2 separate regions of the Mus musculus genome follow, and region 2 is linked to region 1. The links are chromatin contacts, called in public HiChIP or PLAC-seq maps. All regions are on one chromosome and are shown on one strand. Each heading gives the region's core, a stretch centred on a gene start, on an enhancer-like site or on the middle of the called end of the contact. The rest is flanking DNA. Distances are from core to core; before and after follow the strand shown. Region 1 overlaps Septin6 (septin 6). Region 2 holds the start of Septin6 (septin 6).

What was found. HiChIP or PLAC-seq counts read pairs in DNA pulled down with a chosen protein or histone mark.
Region 2: an H3K27ac HiChIP or PLAC-seq map of the HPC-7 cell line shows a contact between it and region 1, with 6 times the contacts expected there. The contact joins the promoter of Septin6 here to the enhancer-like site in region 1. A contact is called at or near these places in 5 of 39 promoter capture datasets (the 3T3-L1 cell line, embryonic stem cells, liver and 2 more), 1 of 15 datasets of contacts at CTCF or cohesin (CD8 T cells), 4 of 484 Hi-C or Micro-C datasets (cortical neurons, embryonic fibroblasts, ganglionic eminence and 1 more), 6 of 115 datasets of contacts at active chromatin or transcription factors (the 230-238 cell line, CD8 T cells, the HPC-7 cell line and 3 more) and 3 of 9 other capture datasets (adipose tissue, liver and pancreatic islet).

The regions. Positions count from the first base shown.
Region 1 is chrX:36,953,416-36,959,533 of GRCm38.p6, forward strand. The region is part of intron 3 of Septin6 (septin 6); the gene reads right to left. Among named protein-coding and RNA genes, the nearest start is that of Septin6, 33 kb to the right of the region's middle. Within about 2 kb of position 3,021, at least 10 of the 459 cell types and tissues checked have an H3K27ac peak or open chromatin away from gene starts, as enhancers often do. A contact at or near this core is called in the HPC-7 cell line, where this site is marked.
Region 2 is chrX:36,986,226-36,991,566 of GRCm38.p6, forward strand. It overlaps Septin6 (septin 6), which reads right to left and starts at 3,470. Exons shown (of 10, transcript NM_019942.5): 1 at 3,154-3,470. The coding sequence starts at 3,183.

The DNA.
Region 1 (6,118 bases), core at 1,771-4,270:
GCTTGGCCTTGGTTGGCTCATTCGCCACTATTCTCTCATTGATCATTTCAGACTTTCATTTGATCTCTCAGGCTCCAAAATGATTCTTGACTCCATCAGTCACATGATAGTCTGACAGCTTCCTTTACCAGCAGAGCTGAGACCACAAATCTCATACAACCTCATCTCCTGAGCTTTAAAGATGTACCCACCCTCCCATTTCCTTCTCATCTAAGGATGAAGTATCTCTCAGCTCTGCAAGGCTTGTTATCCTTGTATGCGTGATCATCCTTTGCAGCCTCTTTGGGATCCTTGGTCCATGCTCTGTCTCCTCTCTTCCTACTGACTCTTTCTCCTCAACTCTTGAGCATACTTAAGTCTTCTCTCATCTCAAAAGAGAACTCTTCTTAACCCAATCCAATCCTCCTCAACTCTGATCCTCCCCAACAATGTTCCTGTGCCTTCCTTTCCCTAAGCAGTCAAGTTTTGAATCTATACCTAGCACAGAAGCTCAATAAATATTTAATGAGTGGAGAGAGATTTCTTATTTTTTTCTTTTCAGTTTTTTAAAGAAAGGGTCTCATATAGCCCAAGCTGGCCTTGAACCCACTATGTAGTAGAGAATGACCTTGAACTTTTCTTTTGCAGTAGATGGCTATTGATACAGAGACCTACAACTGGACAACATAAACAGTGAGAGACCTTGGAGCACTCAGCCCTAAGTGGGATGTTTTTACCAAACCCCTCCCTTCTAGGCTCAGAGATCTGTGTAAAAGAAGAGATGGAAAGACTTTAAGAGCCAGAGGTGATGGATGACTCCAAGGAAACAGAATCTTCTGGACACAACAGTGCCGATGCACATATGAACTCATAGAGACTATGACAGCACACAAAAGACCTGCACAAGTTTAAGTTAGTCAAAATTCCAACACAGAGATGGGGGAATGCAAAGTCCCACCCCCAACCAAGAAGCTATTTGCAGTTGATAACTGCTGTGAGGGGAAAATCAGTTTTCTCCAATAGATTGACAGTGGCTGTATTCTAAGGCAGGCCCCATACTCAGGAGGAATCGATCAACACACAACAGACTCCATATTTTTCCATGTGTGTGGGGTTTTTGTTGTTGTTGTTGTTATGATTCAGTGATTTATTTTGTTTTTGACTTAGGGTTTGGTTTGTTGTTTGTGTTCTTGATTTTTTTTCTCTATTTGGAGAGAAAGAACGTGTAGTTGGGTGAGTAAGGAGGTGTGTAGATTCTGGGAAGACTTGGGGGAGGGGAAAGAATATGATCAAAATGTAATATATGAAAAATGCAAAAATTAAGAAATATTTATGTATGTTTTTACATATATGGGTGTTTAAGCTGCATTCACACGTATGTGTACCATTTGGATGCAGTGCCCTCACAGGGCATCATATTCTCTAGTACTGGAATTACAGATGGTTATGGGCTGCTCAGTGGGTGTTAACAATTGAACCTCAGTCCTCTGGGAGTCAGTGTTCTTAACTGCTGGGCCATCTCTCCATATTCATTTTTCACTTGATATCTCAGGCTCCCATATGATTCTTGACCCCATTAGTCACATGATAGTTTGGCAGCTTATTTTACCAACAGACCCAAGGCCACAAAGCTCATACAACCTCATCCCCTGAGCTCTAATCATATGTTCATTTTAAATCACATCTATATGTGGGGTTGATATGAGCACATGAATATGAATGTCTGGGGAGGTTAGAGTTATCAGGTCCCTTGGAGTTATCATTACATGTGGTTATGTGTTACATGACATATATGTGCTGAGAATTTAACTCTGTCCTCTGAGAAAGCAGTATGTACTCTAACTGCTGAACCATCTTTCTAGCCTTAGGGCCCTGAACTTTTGACCTGTCTACTTCTATCTACCAAGTGCTGGGATTACTGGCATGTGCCACCATACTCAGATTCAAATCGAAGTTTCTTGAAAAGAACAATCTTTTTAGCTTTTTTTTTTTAAATCTAATTCACTCTTCTATTCACTGTAGACTATTTTCTATCCTGTGCCAGCATCCTAGTTAATACATCTTATGGATAGTTTTGTTATCAAATGATGAAACCTTACTGGTATTCTCTTATTTTTCCCTACTAATATATAGCTCATGCATTCATTCACCAAATACATACCGAATACCAGCTATATTCAGGGTGGCTAACTTGTACTTATCCTTGACAACTTCAAGACTAAGCCCAGCGTTTTCTGACCACCTGCTCACCCTGCTTATCAACCTGCATTCTGGACTCTCACAGCAAGGCTTGGCCAATTGCTACCCCTTCTTGTTTCCACACTGTAAACCCCTGCTATCTATTACTGACTTAACCCCATTTATGCATACATATTCATCCCCTCCACCAAGATGAAAGCTCCTTACCCAAACACTGGGCTTTATAGCCTACTAGTAGGCTGGAAGGATGGGTCAGATGATAAGAGTCATTCGCTGCTGAGCCAGACCACCTGAATTTGACACTCTGGTCCCACATGGTGGCAGGAGAAAGCCAACTCCTACAGGTTGTTTCTGACCTCCAGGCACACACCATGGCACCAGCTGGCTAGCACAGCTGCTATAGTATAGCTAGTTCCTCAGAAACAGAAACAGTCCATACTGAAAGGAAATTCCTTAAGCCAAAAGGTAAACATCTCAAAATAGCTTCAGGGAGTCCCTGAAACTGAGCAGACTCACTTAGGCACCTCCCTTCCTAGTAAGCAATAAAGACTGCCGAGAGTCACTCTTCAGTCTCACCAACTGTCAATTAAGCCAAGCTGCAAAGGATACTTTCAGACCACACCAGCTTCCTGGAAGCAGAAATAGGCCAAGAAGCCTGGAAGAGGGTTCAACCAACTGAGTCACTTGGAAAGGACACTCCCCAACTTGTTGAACTGCCTGAAGCCTGTGCAGTGTACTTCAAGTCCCCAGTTTTTGTGAGCTGTCACCCATGTTGGGGTGGGCTTTGGTGAGGCAACTATCCTTGACTCACTTCTGCCCTGTAAGTAACCCCTCACCCATATTACTGTCTAGCAACCCCAGTAAACCTTGTGAATCATCACAAGGCTGAACTTTGCTGGTATCCATGCTTTGTCGTGGGCTCCTTATCTGGGGTGAGTAAACGTGTGTCATGTCTCCCCAGGAAAAGTCTCATCACACAACACTGTCCTCACATGCATACAGTAAATAAATAAATGCAATGTTTCTTAGTGCCACTAGCCTCTCACACAGTTCCTGGCACACTGTAGACATTTGTTGATAAACTGAACAAGTTCCTCCATACTCACTTGAATCTTAAGTTTGGTGGATTCTCTCTGAATCAAGTCTACCTCCTCTTCTTTATCCTATAACTTTCAGTTCCCTGTTTAAGCCTTCCTAATTTCTCCTATCCTAAAGAACTGCCCCTGCCTTCCTTATCTCCCTTTGCACACTGCCTTATCTCTTTCCCCAGCTTTTAAAATCCACTGTCTACACCTACTTTATTTCCGCTTTTCAAGCGCCATCCTTTAAATTTCCTTTCAGTTATACAAACAATCTATGCATGCATGCTTCCTGCTTTATCAGTAATCACTACTGTCTGTCTGTTGAATATTGTTCCAGAGATTTCCTATATAGTTTTATGCAGATGTAGAGGAGATTACTTGTTTTTGTGAGAGGGAGAATTTTCATAAATGGCACAGTGAAACAACTTCTCATTTTTGTTAACAGCATGACCTGATGATGTATCCATGTGAATGTAAGCTGCAAATATGATCCCATGGTATGGTCACAACACAGCTAATGTAGCTGATTTACTTATGGACAGGTAGGCAGGTTAAAGGTTTTTCATTTGATAGCCAATGCTGCAGTGGACACTATTGCTTCCTGTAAGCACGTGTGTGTGTTTTCTGGGCAATGTAAAGGAAAGGAGAATTGCTAGGCCATGAATTATTCACATTCAAAAATTTAATGGATGCTGCCAAATTTGCCCTCCAAAAAAAATCTGATCAATTCACACACCCACATGAATGAAATTCCCTGGTGGCAGTGGCTATTATATCATCTTTTATTATTGCAAATCTGAGAGAGGAAAAATCATGTTTTTTTCCCTCATTGCTGGGGAAGCTGAATGAACATCATTTCATAGTGTTGACTGTTCCATTTGTATCTCTCTTCCTAGTCAATTATCTGTTTATCTCTCATGGAATTACAGAAGCCCTTTTTTCATTTAAAATCCATTTCTATTACACAGGTTACAAATATTTTTGCCCCATTTGTAGTTTGATTTCACTTTTGCTTTATGGTATTTTTATATTTTAAAACATAAGATATCTTTATTTTTAAAAATTTTATCATTTTTATTTATATGTATGTGCTTGAGTATGTGCACGTGACAGTAAGCGTCTGCCACAGAGGCATCAGATCCCTTGGAGCTAATTACAGGTAGCTGTGAGCCAACTGATGTGGATGCAAGAATCAAACTCTGGTCCTCTGGAAGAGCAGTATGTGCTCTTAACCATGACACCGTTGCTCCAGCCCTCAACAACTTTTCCTCTAACTTAGACCCAAACACTCTTTCCTTTTGTGAATTTTAGACTGTTTCACAATTCTAAAAGCTTTCTCTACCCCCAAAGTTATAAAAATATTCTCCGACATTTTCTCTTTATATTTTTAGAATTTGTTTTTAGTCCAACAGGAATCTATTTTTATAAGCGGTGTTTGGATGAGAGGGTCTCATTTTATGTTTTTCTAGACGGATGGCCTATTTTCCCCAGCAGCACTTCTTCAATGGTCCATTCTATCCCTGCTGACTTATAGAGGTGAAAGGTCCATGCAAATGCAAATCTCACCCTGTCCTCATGGTTCTACTCTATTGCTTCTCCCCCACCCATGTTGTGATGCCTCCTGTCCCGTTCACAAGAATGCCAACCTAATTTCTACCTACAATCTTCTGAGAATAATCAGTCCTAAATATATTGAAAGTTTTCATCCTGCCACATCCAATAGACTTTTTCTAATTCTCCTTTTCTTGTACACTATTTATTTTTTTCCCATAAATGCTACATAATGCTATATTCTCCTTTGATTCTTACCAGTAAAATCATGCTCATAATAACACATTCTATTTGTTAGGTAGTTATACTGTACCAGGTATGGTTTCAGCATTTTTTTTTGTCATCCATGTCAAGTATGTTATACCATATCCTGATAGTGTAAAGATTATTATGGACATTGTACCCATTTTACAGGTGATTTAAAAACTGATACATAGTCAATTGGACAATCTTGCCTTTAAAGGTCCCTGGTCTAGCAAGTGGCAATATGAGATCAGAACCCAGGCCTGCCTGTGACAAAAGCTTAAATTCCTAGCCACTCTTCTCTCTAGCTGGTCTTGAAAAGTCTTACTTACCCCTGGGTTCTTTTTTTTTTTTTCCTCTAGCACTCCTTATTCTTTTTCTTCTTTCATTTATTATCAGTATTCGGGATTTTATGTGTGGTTGATTGTTTTGGTGGTATTTATTTTGAGAGAAAGTCTCACTATGCAGTCCTAGCTGGCCTTGAACTAAATAAGTAGACCAAGCTGCAAGTAGTGTGTGTGTGTGTGTGTGTGTGTGTGTGTGTGTGTCTGTGTGTGTGTGTGTGTAATTTTAGACAATGTCCCATGTTGTAAACAAGCTGGCCTCAAACTCACTCTGAAGCTGAAGCTGGCTCTGAATTCCTGATCTTCCTGCCTCTGTGTCATAGGGATACATGCCTCATGTACTGGGATTCTATGCATGTATGATTCTAGGCATGTATCCTTGTGAACAGCAAAACATCACCAAATCCATTTGTTTGTTTGTTGACAAGGTCCCAAGTATCCGAGGCTAGCCAGAGATTCACTGTACAGTAAGGATGACATTGGACTGCGGAGTCTCCCGATTCTACCTTTCTGATGCTAGGACTACAGGTGTGTGCCACCATGCCTGGGGGCATGCTGATGACCAGACCCAGGGCTCTGTGCATGCTAGGCAAGTGCTCTACCAACTGACCTCCAGCAACAGTTCCTATTTTAATATTTTTAAGACAGGGCTTCAGTCTGTAGCCCAAAATAGCCCTAAACTCTTGGTCTTTCTGCCACAGCCTCCTGCATGCTTGGATT
Region 2 (5,341 bases), core at 2,220-4,719, 33 kb after region 1:
AGGGAAACCATGAGTTAACTGCTGTCCAGAGCACCTGAGGCAGGGGTTCTAGGGGAACCATAGCTGACAGGTAAAAGTCTGTCTCAACTCAAACAAACAAACAGATGTATTAGATAATTATCACTAATTGTAAGACCAGAATGCAGAAGCAGTCTTCTTCTCAATGGCAGGTGGCAACTGGAGGCCAGCTGCTCCAGGACAACCCTGGCTTATGGCAACTCTTGCTGTCCTTGCAAGATGGCTCATTAGGGGCAGTGGCCTGATTGTAACTGGTAAAAGCAACACTGTTCTCATTGTGGGTACGATCTGTTCAAGCCTAGTGATTTCCAAAGCACAGTACTTACAGTCTGAACTAAAACTGCAACATTGAGCCAAGAGATAGAGCTTTTAGTTGACTGTACTGTGCCCTCCTAGGTCACCCTGAACGAGTCAGGCACGTAACCTCTCAAAATACAGAACAATGACAGTTCAAGTCACCTCATAGGTGGGACACACCCCAGGGAACTTTTTATTAGTTCTTTAATTACCTCAGTATCCACAATGTGTGTCTCCAACTAGGCTAGAACCTTGAAAGCCATGTATGCTACTTTTTTTTTGGTATGGTTGACAAGGGCTGGTTGTATAGTACTATTCACATCAGTCAAACAAGTACACTTTGCATAGGGCTCTCATGCAGAATCATTTCTGGAGTTCATTCAGATGAGATGCAACTGAATTACAAATTTCCAAAGGGCCAAATGTAGGCCCTGCCCAACAACTGCCGTGCCAGGTTTACCACTAACAATGTTTGATGGCAGTGACCCTCCAGGGAATCCGTGAAGACGCTGAAACACACATACCAAGACAGTCTCTCACCATGCCTCAGAATTTACTAAGAAGAACTTCTAAATTTGCCACACATAGCCTGGCTCGCTGGTCTTCTCTTCCCAAGCCCTAGACACATGCTCCTTTGAAGAAACCAGAAGCAACGAGCCACCCAAAGACTCTTGAGTTAATTCCAGCTTCCCCTGGTGAATTACAACTTTTTGCAGACACAAAGGAAAGCAGAGAGACAAATGACACATAAATAAGAGCTTCGCTGGCTTGAGGGAGGGAAGCATGGAGAGTGACGTCAGTTTTCCCAGAGACCCACTTATCATGATAACAAAGTCTCAAATGCTCGGTCTGCTCCAGAATTTGCCATACAATTATGTTTTTCAGTTTACAATGTGGTAAGGCCAGCCAGAGCAAAGTGGAGCCACCCCAAAGCAAAATCAAGGGACACCCCCAAACCACCCCCTTGCTGCCCTCCCCATCTGCAGAACAAAGGTGATCTCTGGATTGTTGGAGTTGTGCCTAAGGTGAAGCAACCTTCTGGAATCTTCTCCCTCACCATCATCAGCCTTGCAATCCTAATCCAGGCAAGGGAGACTGGTGAGGTGAGGGCAGGTCAATGCAAATTCATTAAAGCAAGAAAAAAAATCATTATAGTGTTGTGGGTTTTTTGTTTTTGTCACTAAGGATAGAGCAAGTATAAGCCAGGAGATGGATTCATCTTCTTAAAACTATAGCATCTTTAGAATGCAGATAAGAAAGTCACCCTGGTTGTCCTCAAAACACTAGAAGCAACAAATATCACAGCATCAATCTTGAGAAATCTCTCAAATTCCATCATTGTCAAGCAGCGTCTCACAACTGCCTCTACCTTCTACACCATGGCTGCATAAGGCTGGGCTGTACACGGGGTGGATTAGGTTTCGAATAAACCACCCCGTCCTTCCAAAGCCAGACAGGAAATGGAATAAACTTCTTTATCTGTAGAGAAAATGCTATCAGATTGGAGACTCAGATTTAGACAACAAATCAATTGCAATTACACCAACTCCCCAGAGGCTGCTCCCCACCCCCTCCTTTTGCACAGGAGTCTCATTGCACAGGCTGTTCATAAATGGGAGGTTACAGGGTTATCATTTTTCATCCAGCAGTATTTGGGGTAGTGGGCTATGCCTGGCTGCCTTCTACCTCATTCTGCTTCAGCTTATTGTGCTGATGCGCTGGTGGAATTGTCACCACTTTTCATCTTTGTAAGCAAACTTCAGACCTAAAACAAACAAACATGGAACCTCGGGTTCCTGGGTATGATTTCTCTGCACATCCCAGGCTGGAAAACTTTAGTTTTTTAAGATGATTTTTTTTTTCCTCCAGAGTTGATCGCTACCGAAAGAGAGAACACTGCTTCTGCAAGTCTCACACTGTTCTCGTTGGTCTCTACAGAAAGATGTTAGCGCCACAGGTTTTAGCATATAAACCCATGTACACTGAACCCAAGACCGACGCTCAGGGAACCGTCCAGGAACGTGCCAAAATACCCAACCAGCCACCTACAGGCTGGGATAAACTGCATCCCTCCCTCCCTTCCACAGATACACAAATGGGACCCCGTGGGACACAGCACAAGTGGACACAGCATTGGAACACAGGGACACACACCGTAGAGGTGAGCACACAGAAACAGGCCAACTCATTTAGGGTCACATAACCCTGCCACGGGGAAGGCAGGAGGGCGCGCATGCACATATATGCGCACACGCTGATACCCATACAGACGCAGTCACGTATATAATGCATATGGAGAAACCCTACTCCAGCTAGTCACCTCCCCGCCCCCCTCACCACACTCTGCCTTAGGTCCCGGGCTACCCCCCAGCTCCGCGCCCCTCTATCTGAGCAAGCTGGAGTCCCAGCAGGCAGCTGTGGCAGGGGCGCTCCCAAGCTAAGAGGACAGGGGCCCCGGAGGGCTCCAGACCCATGCTGCCATTCATTCGGCAACGCCCCAGCGGCGGGGCCGCAGCTGCAGCAAGGGAGGCGGAGGCGCTCACTGCAGCTCTCTCCGGCGATGCAAGTTCAGCTGCCCGCCAGTATGCTTCTCCAACCCTCCCGCCCCCCCACCCTCCCGCCAACACAGGTCTCCAGGACATGCTGCGGGGAGAGTAGACTGAGCCGCTGACCCCAGGAGCAAAAAGTCCCGCCTTGCCTCTTTGCTCCTGGATGCTACCCCATTGCCCTCCTCGTGGTAGTGGTGGTAGTCGAGCCGCAACCAAGTCTGCTCGGCCGTCCCCAGCCCCACACCCTCAACCCCTAGCCCGGGGACTGGTATCCAAGCCCTACACTCACCACCTGGCGAGCTATATCGGCCGCTGCCATCGCTCCTTGGTCCGCCAGGGCTGCTTCGGGTGCCTCCGCAACGGGAGCTGCTGCACAGGAAACAGAAGAGCTCCTCCGACAAAGAGAAAGTGTTACACTTCGGGCGCGACCAAGTCTGGTGGAGGGAGGTGCCAGGGAGGGGCCCCCTCACCGCTGCTCCAACCCCAACCTCTCCTCTATCACCCACCCCCTCAGAGTAGGTGTGGGGAGGGGACGGATTGGCCGCGCTGCCTTCCCCTAGGGCGAGCCCAGTTCCAGTTCTCTCTGCAACCCGAGTCTCGGCCTCTGTGAAGGGGGCGGGGGCTCCCCTCGGTGACCACGTCCTCCGCCCCCCCCCCTCCCTGCCGCTACTGGGCTCCGTGGTACGTCCCGACCTCTGCTGAATTGTCACACACACACACACACACACACACACACACACACACACACACACCCTGTTTTCCTTTACATCCCTGAGCCCCCAGACCTGAGGCTGGAAGGGTGTCCTGGCTCCTCCCCCTCCTACTCTTTGCTCCTAGGCTGAGATCTGCAGTCCGCTTTCTTTTCCCAGCCCCCATAACCTCTTGTGCTCCCAACTGAGAACCCTGGGTGCCTGGGTGGGAGCATTGGTCTCTGGAGTGTCAGTGCTTTCCCGTAGTCTACCCTAACTAATCCTGTTATCTCCTTGGGTTGGGGAGGGGCGGTGGCAGGACAGGGGTTGCAGCACCTGCAGCGCCACCACATTACAGCTTAGAAATGGAGCATTAACTGGGGAGCTGCAGTGCAGCCCCACAACTGAGCTGGGACTTGTGGAGGACATCGCTCCTGTCCTGAGGTGCAGTAGGAGCCCAGCTCTCCACTACTGTACCAAATAGAAACTGACGTCACTGGTCCCACTCTGGTCCCTCCTCTCAGTATGAACAGGGCGAACAGGGATGCAGAACATCCCACCTTTTAGGTTAGAAGCCAGAAGGGAGTCTAAGAATGGGAACTGAAGGTCTCTAGCTCTGTTGAGGCAGATGCAGATACAGGAGGGGTAATCATTCTGTCCAGTTCCAATCGTTCCTCAATACTTATTCATCCCAGGACCATATGGCTGACCTGGGACAGCTCATAACATCCAAAGGCTAGAAAGATGCCTGCCTGCTCTCCTTTTCCTCCCAGACAACTGCCATTGGTGGCCCTCTTCCTGGCATGCTTCCCACCTCCCTAGCCTTGGAGTCCACCCCTCTCCTCTTCTCTCTCTCTCTGTCTTGGGATTGGCTTTTTTGTTGGCTCCGTATGATTGATGAACTTGGTGAGATATGGTTTCTCAAAGGCCCAGGAGGCCCCCACTTCAGAACGATAGGATCTTAGGTCTCTCTCCTGAGGAGGGGACAGCAGAAAACAAGAAAGAACCAGGGAGAGGGATCTCACACAAAGACCAGGCCTAGAAAGTATAGGGAGAGCAGAAGCAGGGAACCAAAGTGTCTACAATAGAACTGCCCTGGTCCTGCACTGCACCCAGCAGTGAATGCTTCTCGTGTTCTCTCGGGGACTCTTCAAGTAACCTCTACATCCTGAGCACAAGGACTCTCTGAAACGTGTCCCCAGTGCTGAAAGCAGGATCCCATTAAGTGATCCCTGTTTCATCAATGTTCTAGATACTCAAGAGAGTGGGCTAAAAGAGAAGAGCCTGGAACAGTCAGAGGCCACAGGGTGGGTGACGGTATCAAGGAAGAGAAGCAGCTGTAATTTCTGAGACCCCCAGGACCACTTGGGGGAAGGCCTAGGCCCTGGACTGATGTAGTACAAACATATAAAGCCAAGACTAAAATTGAGGAACTGCTTTAAGGTTTGGGCCTCAACCGGATGGGGGTGGGGAAGCAGAGGCGCTGGCTGCTTCCAGGCTAGGCCTCCAGTAGGTAGCCTTTGAGTCTTCCCCTGACAAAGGCTGGCACATAGTAGATGACAAAGGGCCTGGGCCGAGCTCTGTTACTGGCATGGGATTTGGTTGAAAACAGACTTAAGAGCTGCTACAAGGAGGGTTGTGCTGGATGGAGGTTGTGGGGACCCTGTGAAGAGTCATGCCTGCCTCTAGCCCCTACATACACATCCCACATAAGACATCAGAGCACTGGGGACACTTCAGCACAGATACCTTGGTGCCCTACGGAAGTAGCACACTCAGCTGCCTGTC